2 separate regions of the Mus musculus genome follow, and region 2 is linked to region 1. The links are chromatin contacts, called in public ChIA-PET maps. All regions are on one chromosome and are shown on one strand. Each heading gives the region's core, a stretch centred on a gene start, on an enhancer-like site or on the middle of the called end of the contact. The rest is flanking DNA. Distances are from core to core; before and after follow the strand shown. Region 1 holds the start of Aldh18a1 (aldehyde dehydrogenase 18 family, member A1). Region 2 overlaps Cc2d2b (coiled-coil and C2 domain containing 2B).

Evidence for each region. ChIA-PET counts read pairs in DNA pulled down with a chosen protein or histone mark.
Region 2: a contact with region 1 is called in an RNA polymerase II ChIA-PET map of memory CD8 T cells, with 13 read pairs. The contact joins the enhancer-like site here to the promoter of Aldh18a1 in region 1. A contact is called at or near these places in 5 of 115 datasets of contacts at active chromatin or transcription factors (the 230-238 cell line, bone marrow-derived macrophages, memory CD8 T cells and 1 more) and 3 of 9 other capture datasets (adipose tissue, liver and pancreatic islet).

What each region holds. Positions count from the first base shown.
Region 1 is chr19:40,585,299-40,590,498 of GRCm38.p6, reverse strand. Aldh18a1 (aldehyde dehydrogenase 18 family, member A1) reads left to right here and starts at 2,036. Exons shown (of 19, transcript NM_019698.2): 1 at 2,036-2,189; 2 at 4,307-4,372; 3 at 4,894-5,009. The coding sequence starts at 4,922. It overlaps Gm27042 (a long non-coding RNA gene), which reads right to left and starts at 1,967. Exons shown (of 4, transcript XR_386705.4): 1 at 1,880-1,967; 2 at 592-644.
Region 2 is chr19:40,758,831-40,764,477 of GRCm38.p6, reverse strand. It overlaps Cc2d2b (coiled-coil and C2 domain containing 2B), which reads right to left. Exons shown (of 35, transcript NM_001376940.1): 6 at 4,043-4,126. Among named protein-coding and RNA genes, the nearest start is that of Cc2d2b, 13 kb to the right of the region's middle. Within about 2 kb of position 2,242, at least 39 of the 459 cell types and tissues checked have an H3K27ac peak or open chromatin away from gene starts, as enhancers often do. A contact at or near this core is called in bone marrow-derived macrophages and memory CD8 T cells, where this site is marked.

The DNA.
Region 1 (5,200 bases), core at 787-3,286:
TTCCTGGTGGTGTTGAACCTTATTCCCATTTTCTAGAAGAAGTTAAAATCCACCCCCCACCCCCAGTCAACAAAAAGAACATTTGTTGAGTATGTGAGAAAGACACTCTAGCTAAATTCTTGCTTTTCATAGAAAGACAAGCAGGTTATGTGCCTAGAATCAGATTTTCCCTTCTCCTCACTCATCTAACGCACTCCTTTCTCTCCACTGGCAAAGTAGAATATTAGTGGCAGAGCAAATAAGTAAACTATCACTGAAAGAATAAAAAAACAGTAGAAAGTTAAGGAGTTTCGTGCTCGATTCTTTGAGACACTGTTAGATAGTGTGTCGTTGCAGAGCCCAGGCTGACCTGGAACTCACTATGTATGAAGCCCAGGCTGGCTAGGGTCTAATCCCCTGACCTCTGCCTATGAAATGCTGGAGTTGAAGGAATGACCTTCAAGGAACACCAGTTTAACACGAATGTTAACAACTCATTTTCTTTTATTTATTTATTTTTTCAGCACCGATGATCAATTCCAATTCACTTTTTGAGAAATCTGGTTTTTTTTAACTAAAGACATAATAATTATTCACTCCTCAAATACTTACAAAGTATCTCATATTCTAGGAATATGCTTTCTTGCTGTCCAGAGGTTTGCTCCCTAGGAGGGAAGACAGACAAGCAATTACAATAAGGTGATCTGTGGGTGAACTGAAGAATCAGAATCGCCTTCTAACTTAGCTCCAGTCCCTTAGTCTAGTTACACCCCTGACACACACCCACACGCACCCCCCCCCCCCCACTTTTTTTAGAAGCCCGGGTACCAGATCTAATCAGCGCCTGCTGTTTTGTTTCTCTTTAATGCCCCACCTCCCCACCCTCAACGTGCTCAAAATTTAACGCGTCCTGGCGCCAACACCCTTCCCAAAGCACAGATTTTCTCAGCTTCTTCCTAGATCTCATATGCCGACGCACATTTCATTTCAAAGAACTCCTCTTCCTGGTACTCAACCCTTAGCAAAAAGTGCTGTGAGCGCGCCTTCCTTTTTGCTCCCACGCCCCCTGTCGGCGCCTTTCGTCTGCTTTATTTCTTACAGGGCGCTTTGCAATAGGCTAACCCACTTCCCAGTTTCTACACCTCTGTGCTGATTTCCGACACAAAAACCTGATCATATCATTCCAGGGCTTTAGAAGTTTGGATTCACTGACTTGGTGACCCATAAGATTCAAAATCTTTGTATGGTGAGCTCCCAGCCAGATGTTCTCTTCTGCAAACCTATCATCCATGAGCGTGGATCTCTCCTAAGCTGAAACCTCCTTTTAGCCCTTCCCCCCACTCCCCCCCGCTCCCCGCCCCCTGCCCTTCCCCCCATACTCCTGCATCATGGACTGAGAAGTAGTGGTAAGTTCCCTTTAGTGAATTAGAAAATGAATGAATAGGCTCAGTAGCATTGTCAGGACTACAAAAGCATAAAGAACCAATTTTCAGCCACAGTTGACCTTCTCTAGACAATGGCCTCCCTGCAACGAACGGTGCTATGGGACGAGAACGTTGCCAGCCCGGAAGGAGATGATCTGTGTCCGTTATGCATTCAACTTTGGGATAATCAGTGGTTATTAATAATCAGAGATTAAACACACCGTCTTAAAATGCAGTATTCTTACCACCACCTTTGCTGAAAACACTTGGGCTGTTATTTTCGGGTAACTAGGTGCCAACTTGTTTTACCATGGTGCCAATTTTTTTCAATAGCCAGTCTTTGTTTTTGTTTTTGTTTTGAGGGAGACGGTCTTTGTTGATTCAATCTATTTCTAATGTGAGTCTGACATATAGACGATCAACTGTCAAACACGCTTTATGAAATCCATCAGCAACTAGAAGCCAGTCTTCCTTACCTTTCTGGGAAGCTGTCTGGGGAGGTTCCTTTCTGGGTGCTCGAAGCCCCGCCCCTATACTCTGCGGGCGCGGAGCCTGGGGATGGGAGGGGGCCGCCACGTGGAGCGTGGGCGCGATTCTCAGAAGCGCCTGCGCCGTTGCCGTGGCGTAGCGTGGGTCAGACCCGTCTCCCAACGTCAGCGGCGCTACGGGGCTTCAGTCTAACGCGGCTGACGCAACTCCGGAGAGCTGGACGTAGACGGAAGAAAAGGCGGAGGAGAGGGCGGTCGCCGCGAAGAGTGGTCCAGGGCTGGGGTCGGCGGCCAGCAGGTAGGTGGCTGGGCAGCACCGGGCAAGGGGTACACTCACTGAAAGGGGGAGATGCGGGGTGCAGCCGCGGGTCCGGAGGGGCGTGGACACGGGAGCCGGCGGCGGCGCGGGGCAGCCAGGTGCTCTGAGATGCTCATGCACAGCTCCCGGTGCAGGGTTTAGGAGGCCCAGGGATCTCTGGCCATCTTTTGGGTATGCTACCAGCGGAGGCTGGAGGACCCTGCAGCCTCTTCCTACCAAGTCCACAACCGGCTTCCAGGGCTCCTGTGCTGCGAGTAGTCATACACCTGGTGTGAAACCATCCACGGACGCACTCCCAGGGCCTGAGTCTGCAATTCTCTGTGGCTCGCGACCTGACATATGGAACCTGTACATAGGAGATTCTCCCTGCAGCCAGGGTTATTCCCGGAGACCCCGTGTGTGATAATTATCTCCTGGCACAGAAAGGGTGCGCTCAGATTCTTCACCCCGCACGCCATACCCCAGCCTTATTCCCCCACCCTCCGAAGCAACAACATTTATCTTTGAGTTTCTGTCTTTCTATTAAGTAGTGAACCATGAACTCAGCATGTGTTTTTCTGGGTAGTTTGTTGAGACTGAAGTTCACTTCTCTAAGTGAGATAAGAGCTCTCCGTGTGTTTGTGTCTAGTCACTTGAAAGCTGTTCTGAGTTAAAATATAAGAACTTCTCTCTCGATCACAGAGTCTCCACGTATATACCCTTTGGGCTTTTGCATCACCTGTCTGGTTTTTGCTGTCACAACAAACTGACTGGTTGAACAGTCGTTTGCAATATAAGATCTTGCCTCCCTGGGCCAGAGACAAATGGTAGACCTCATACCTCCAAGGATCTCAGACGTTCAGAGCTTTCTGTGCTTAGACAAGAGAGGGGTAAACAGTCTAGAACTATGCATGTGACCCGATCAGAATCTTTTCTGAGACAGGGTCTTATGTAGCCCAGGCTGGCCTAGAACTGGCTGTGTGCTGAGAACGACCTCGGGCTTCTGATCCTTTTTGCCTCTACTTCCCCCGAATGCTGGGATTACAGGCGTTTGCCACTAAGCACGGCTGTCCATCAGTGGCTCTTTTGACCTTTTGGTGTCAGTGAAGGAAGTAAGTGGAAAGGTTAAGAAATGTCAGTGCCTTATAAAAGACAGAAGAGGGGGGTGGACAATAGCCTTATCTGTGCACCCAGGCGCTTTCCAGCCTTGCCTTGTGTCACTCCCACGGTGATCTCAGGCCATATAAACCGTTATTATCCCTCATTTACAGATGAGGAGATTGAGTTGGCAATCTCCATGGCAAGGACAGCCAACACTTAGATCTATCCAATCTAAAGTTGTGTGGATTCCCACCCTGTGTAGCATACCCCAAAGGGGAGCTTAGAGCCCGTCTGGGGAGAGCAACAGTAACACATGAGCCAGCTACCTGGAGGATTATGTCCAATGTGAAGATGAGAGTGTCTGGGGAGGTGGTACAAAGCGGGCACAACTGGAATTATGTCACTACTGACTTTTTATAGGTATTTTGCAGAATGTGTGTAAGTAATAGTTTTGCAGCCATTTTTGAAGGGATTTATGTAAGTGTTGAACATAAGACATGGGCCCACAAAATACTTCAGTGTTATGCAGAAACGGAAGCCAGCAAAGCGGTCGGTCACTCACCAGGTTCGGTTATCCGCCTGTTGCCGTATGTTCTGTTACAGAGCATCCTGCCCATTTCTCCTCTCTCCATGTCTGTGATTTTGTGCAGAATAATTGCAGAATGGTATAGTCCGTTCCTTGCTCTTTCTTTGCTATAGAGCTAAATGCTAATGTGTTTTTGAGGCCCACTGAAAAAGCAACTTGGGGACCAGTTCCCAGTAAGGTACTTGCTGGGAAAGCATGGAGACCTGAGTTCAGATCTCTAGCACCCGTGTCAAATCTGGTTTGGGAGTTTGCCTCTGTAACCTCAGGGTTGGAGGAAGGGAACCAGCAGGTACAAGCTCACTGGCCAACCTGTCCAACAGAAACTGCAAGCTGCAGCTTCAGTGAGACACTTGATCCCCCACAATACAGTGGACGGAGATAGAGCAAGACACTTGAACTGACCTCTGACCTCTGACCTCCACATTTGCAGGTACTCCTGAGCACTAACACATACACACAAGGATTTGGACAATAGCCACCAGTCTTAGCAGAACAGGTAATATAACAAAGATTTAATACCAATACATAAACACTATTGATTTTGTTTTTAGATGTATTTACTATGTATACAGTTTTCTGCCTGCATGTATACCTGCAGGCCAGAAGACGACATTGGATGTCATTAAAGATGGTTGTGAGCCACTATGTGGTTGCTGGGAATTGAACTCAGGACCTCTGGAAGTTCAGGCAGTGTTCTTAACCTCTGACCCACCTCTCCAGCCCATAAACATTGTATCTTAAAAATATTTTATCATTCAAAGTATTCATTGTATCTAATTACTGTTTGGTGTAAAAAGTAAAGAGCAGTTCTTTTCTATTCCTGTGACACTGAGGAAGTAGTTTCTAACTTAGCAAAATTTAAACCAAGAGTGTCATGGTTTTGCTCTAAGAGCAGTGGAGGGAGTATAGTAAGTTAACTACCGTTTTTTTTCATGTGTCATTTCCCCCCTCCCCGTTCCCCACCCCACCCCCTCCACTCCCACCTCCCCACCCCCACTAATAAGATTCTTCTCACAGGTGTTTGGATTTGTGACAACATCTCAACATGCTGAGACACATGCACCGCTCTGGGGTCCAGCCCTTCAGGCAACGTCTTCTACCATGGGTCCAGTCCATAGCTGTGCCCAGATCAAGTATGTACCGCAGATACGTATGTAGGAAGTGTGGTGGTCAAAGCGTGCCACCGGTCAGGTTTTGGAAAAAGATGTAGTGTGGTAGAAGTATATAGGAAGCTGCCTGCGGGTGGGCAAATATTTCTTTTGGCAATATGGGTTTCTTTATAATCATTCCTCCCAAAATATGTACAAGTTAGTTTGACCCTTTT
Region 2 (5,647 bases), core at 993-3,492, 170 kb before region 1:
CACTGAGCTAAAATAAATTCTAAGATTCTTCTGCTTCAGTCTCCTAACAGCTGCTATGAGCTGCATACCCAACACAAGCGGTGTGTGCTAGCACAACCAGATCATGGAATTCTTGTGGCTACAGACCCTTACCTGCTCTTTGACCAATCCTAGCAAAACAATTTTTTGTAAGTATTTTAGACTTGGGGGCTCAAAAATTATTTATACCGGATGACATTTTTTCTTTTTCTTCTTTATTTATAGATTTATTTAGACATCGGGTTTCTCTGTGCAGTCCTGGCTGTCCTGGAAGTCACTCTGTAGGCCAGTCTGGCCCTGAACACTTGCCTCTGCCTCCCAAGTGCTGGGATTAAGGCTGTCACGCCCAACCCATGATGACATTTTTCCAACCCCGTTCTTGTTGTTTTCCTCTCAACATTATTCCTCTTTTCCCTCCTTCCCTGTATCCTTCCCGAATTGACTGAAGCACAGTTGGGCATCACCTGGGTTGGTGTCAGGTCCTGCCAACATTCCTGCCTTCCTATCCCTTTTATGAAATCACAGAAATATTTTACAGGCAGCTATTTTTGTGGTGTCTTTTGGAGATTCAAGGTATAACGGTAACAAGCATAAGTAAGCTCTGGGGGACTCGCCACAGAGGAAAGCTCCTTAAATATCTTGATCACCAACTATGAAGTATGAGGGGTCCTTTGCTCCAGCTGGTGCTCCCATGCAATGTTCCTCTACACCACCGATGTAGGCCAGGGTTCTCAGTCCTCCTGATGGCTGAAGAAAATGGGTCCTCAATTTGACTCCTGATGTTTTGACCTACAGACATCTTTGTGAACCTTACCAACTCATCTTTGTTTTCAGTTTGGGCTAAGCCCTGATCTTGACCCAATAAGCACCTGTCTGCCCAACTCTTTCTCATTTAGTCCAACCCAGCTGCTACCCCAAACCGTCACCTTCCTGGTCTTCAGTAAGCAGCTCGCAGCAGAGCATTCCTTGTGCTGGTGGCTGCTGTGGGATGGAGTCTAAGCTGAGGAGATTGAAATGTAGGTGGACATCAATGAGCATTGAGTAACAAGGGGGGGGGGATGCTGTCCTATCTCGAAGGAGCATCCCTCCCTCGCTACAAAGAGACCACCAGAACCTTCTGAGAGCATCCTCAGACTTCGCCCTAGGTTCACGGATGAGGTTGGACCATCTTTCTCTCGGCAGGAAGGAGCCACACTCAAATTCAGCTTCTTGTAAAAGATATTGGTGGGACAGGGGCAGTAGCTTCCCAGGGCCTTCTGGCAGGAAGATAGCTTTCCCAGATAACTCCAAGTTGCGGTCATCTAACCTGCACTCCAGCATGCCCAGCCCGGTCTGGGGCCTCACCCTTTGCTTCACTTCTTTCATACTTGCTCTGTGAGAAGGAAAAGTGTCCCCGCATAGCATCTGGTGCCTGCACTCCGCTATGTGGGAAGAACAGGGAAGAAGGTCCCCTTTTCTCAGAAAATCCTACCCCTTAACCGGTATCTCGAATTTCTGGAAGGTCAGCTGGCTTTCTTTGTATTTAAGATCTTGGGAAGGATGGAAAAAAAAAACGTATTTTGATATTCAGATATTGAATACCTAATACATGCCAGGAGGAGAATAAACAGACCAAAATATCTATATTGGGCAACACTAAGAATTATGAGGAAGAATGAAGCAGGGTAAAGGCACAGAGAGCTCGGAACTCGGTGGGTCGGGGCTATTATTTTAGTTAGGACCTTCTAGGCCCAGCATCTTTAATCATGTGTCATTCACATAGAGTCCCGAGGGTAGTGAGGGATGCAGTATGGATATGAGAGGAGCTTTCAAGGCAGGTAAATAACTGTAAAGCCCTGGGCCCTGTAAGTAAGGAGCAGGGGGCGGGGCGGGGGGTGGGGGTGGGGTTAGGTGGCAGAGGAGGAAAACAGAAGAAATGAGAGAGCGCACGCAAAAGAGTGCGCACAGCTAAGTGGGCGGGTCATGCAGGACCCGGGAAAAGCTGAAAAGACTTTGCTTTCCTCATAAGCGAACCAGGAAACCCTTAGACGGGGTTAAGCGAGAGAAAAGTCTTTGCTTTTTACAGGATTGCTCCGAGTGCCCAGTGAATTTGGGGATGGGGGTAGGGTTGGGGGGAAGGCCTGGCAACGATGCAGGCGAGAGTCTGTGTCTGTGTTGGCTTACACCAGGGCGGCACCGTGAAAGTACAGAAACGTGAGTCTGATGGCAGGCAGTCTTAAAGCGGAACCTACAGACATGTGCAGAACTAGGCATGAGGTATGAGAATGACACAGAAGCTAACCTGGCACCAACAGGATCAGGCTGGAGAACCAGGAAAATGGAACCAGCACTGCTAGTTCTTTCTGCCAGTGAGCGTTCTGTTTCTAGAAAGCGTGGGCGCATGCGCAGAGAGAGCATTGTGGGAAATGGTAACAGTCATTTTTCCCAGGACAGAAGATTTCATGCGGTGTTTATTTTTTCCCTTCTTGTTTCTGTATTAAGGTTCTGGGTGGTGGTGGTGTTGTATTTGCTCAGGTTTTTTAAAGGTAAAGTTTTATAGGTGTTCTGAGGGCTTTGCTGATTTTGTTTTCCAAGACAGGGTCTCACTAGGCAGCTCAGGCTGGCCTCATCTCTCAAACGACGAGATTACAGTCCGTGCCTTATAATGAACAGCTGTCGGTAGACGATTTATATCCTGGGGGGAGGGGGCGGGGGGGGGGTGAACCCAAGGCCAACAAAATCAGTTAAAGAGCCACGGAGAAATAGAACGGAGAGAACTGGAGAGGGCAGAGAGGACCTGGTCCCGGAGAGCTGGGCGATACACAGAGAGATGGGAGAGTTGGAAGCAGTAGGCTCCGGGTGGCAGGGCCCTGAGAAAACGTAAAGGTGAAGGAGAAAGTCATGGTACAGGGCAGACAGTAAGGATAGCGAGATGGATGAATCAGGAAGGGGTGAGAATGGGAACTGGGAGCGGGGGGTGGAGGAAGAGGGGCAAGCACACAGCAGCAACTGGTTGAGGAGTGTGCACTAGTTTGAGAAGGAACAGGAAGATGTGAGAGAACAGAGGGGTCGGTAGCTGACTGTGCAGGAACGAAAACTGGAGAGACAGACGTGAGGAGTAATATGGAGACCACAGTGTGAGGAGACACTTTTTTAGACAAGGACAACAACAACAAGACACAGCGAACACAGGTGGGGGTTCTGATACCCACACTTCCCTGCTCTGTGGATGCTCAACTCCCCAGCCTTACTTTCCTTATCTATAGAATACAAACAATAAAGACTGTCCCACAGATTTGGGTGTGTGTGTGTGCGCGTGGGTGTGTGTGTGTGCGCGTGCGTGCGTGCGTCGCATTGCGCTCCTGAGAGTCAGGACAAAGCACAGGCTTGGCGCTGTCCTTAGGTGCCCTCCATCCTCTTCTGAGAGACCGTCTGAGACAGTCTCTAATTGGCCTGGAATTTGCCAAGTAGACGAGGCCAGATCACCAGGGTCCTGCCTCTCTGGGGTACCAGTATTACACATGCACGCCACCACATCTGGCTTTTTGACCTGGGTTCTGGAATCAAACTCAGGTCTCTCACGCGTGCATGGCAAACGCTTTCGCCACCAGGCTAGCTTTCCGGCCCTCACTTATGAGCATCGACTAACGGGATCCATTCTGATGATCTAGTGGATCACTGAGCAGCCAGGAGGCACTCTGTCAATGCTAGGTATTATACATAGTGAGCTGCTCAACTCCAAGAAAGGAGGAAGGTTTAACAATGAAATTATCATCTTCCAAGCCAGACATGAGGGTGCATCCCACGATCTTAACATCAGGGGAGTCCAGAGTTCCAGGCCAAAGCTGAGTTACAGGGAAAGACCCTGCCTCAAAATGAAACAAAACACACACACACATGGGTACACACACACACACACACACACACACACAGGCATACACAGGCACACACGAATCCCTTTCCCATCCAGCTCTCATCCAGTGCCTTTAATTAACAGGTGGTTTGTGGGAGAGTAAAACTATAAAATAAGAGACACAAATCCAACCTGCTGCGAAGACTGGCTCACTGCTGAATCTTCTTCTCCACTCAGGATGAAAAATGAAAGACCTTCATCCAGCAAGACTTCAGTCTGTGGGTTAAACAGTAGCAGATCAGCAGTTAATGTCGTAAGGGATGCACACTGCCTGCATGCAAGGGAAGGAACAATTTTCCATAATGTGGCAGATGGCAGCTTAGTGGCAAGTAGAAAACAACACAGCAGGTATTTTATCAGCTCATTTACACTTGGCTTTCATTCATAGCTTACCTTTCACCTTTCACCTTTTTTTTTTTTTTAACTCTAGTGAGGACCAAAATAGAACAAAGCCAATCTCCTCTGCTCTCACACTAACCTGAGTAGTTAGAGGATTATTTCTCATTTTAATCAAAACGCTGGCTCTGACCACTGTTCTCCATGTTCAAGTGTTCTTGTGGACACCTGCTCTCACATACCCACACACTTTGCCATCCTATCCCACAATCTTGGGTGGCATAATCTTCATTACAGACTCATCCATAAATAAGTCCTCTTTTATTGCCTTCTATGCTGCAGACTCAAATTCTTTTAAATAAAAAAAAACCACTTCTTTCTCATGCATATAAAACTGCCTTAAGAGAAATTTAGAGGAGACTCCATTCCACAAAAAAGCAAAAGTCACATTAGGAATCACACAATTTCAAAACATAAAATGTGAGCATGCACCTAATATTTTGTTTCTATCTGGAGTCTAGCTGGCGTTTGCACATACAAACTGCCTGTTGTCTCTGGTGTGTAGTTAGTATGGGAATTCTTATTTTATGTACTTAATTCATTTTTATATTCATGTATGAGTGTGTGCCTATGTGAGTTTGTGTGCACCACATGTGTGAAGGGTCCCTGTGCTTTAACATCTGCAAAGCTAAAGTCCCCCAGACTTAGGGCAAAATGACCAGCTCCCAGCAGTGTCTGCCTTTCTCTATTCATAGATCCCACGGATAACTGGATGGAAGCTACCTCTTCCATATTCTTTTACTGGAAATGATATGAACAATTTGCATGTCTGTCTTGTTTTTAAAAAAAAAAAAACCCAGCAACCTGCAATTTTATTTCATTTCTCTTCTTTTCTTTTCTTTTTTTCCTCTTTCTTTCTTTCTTTCTTTCTTTCTTTCTTTCTTTCTTTCTTTGTCTTTGCCTAGCAAGGGATTAGAGTGGGGCTTTGTGTCATGGACTCACAGGTGAAAAGCGTCTCAAAGGGGGTAAGAGACCCATCAGCCTGAGTAACTGAGCCGGTAAACTGGAGAGGAGGAGAACCACGCTCTTAAGGCAGACATTTTTGGTTTTAATTAATTCATTAATTTCCTTATGGTTTTGTTACTGCAACCTAACCTACTCTCACACAGCTACTACCCCTCTCACACAGCTACTCCCCCTCTCACACAGCTATTCCCACAAATCTGAGTCATTTCAAACCTGCAACTGCAGATTTGAATCTGAGAACTGTAGCACCAAGCCCGAAAGTTTGGGAGCGTCTCGAATGCTGTTAGAATAATTAACTGGGAGGTTCTTGGGTGATTGCAGAGTCCTCAGTTCCTATGTAAGCAGACTGAAACCCAGGTCAGTGTGGTGAGTGAG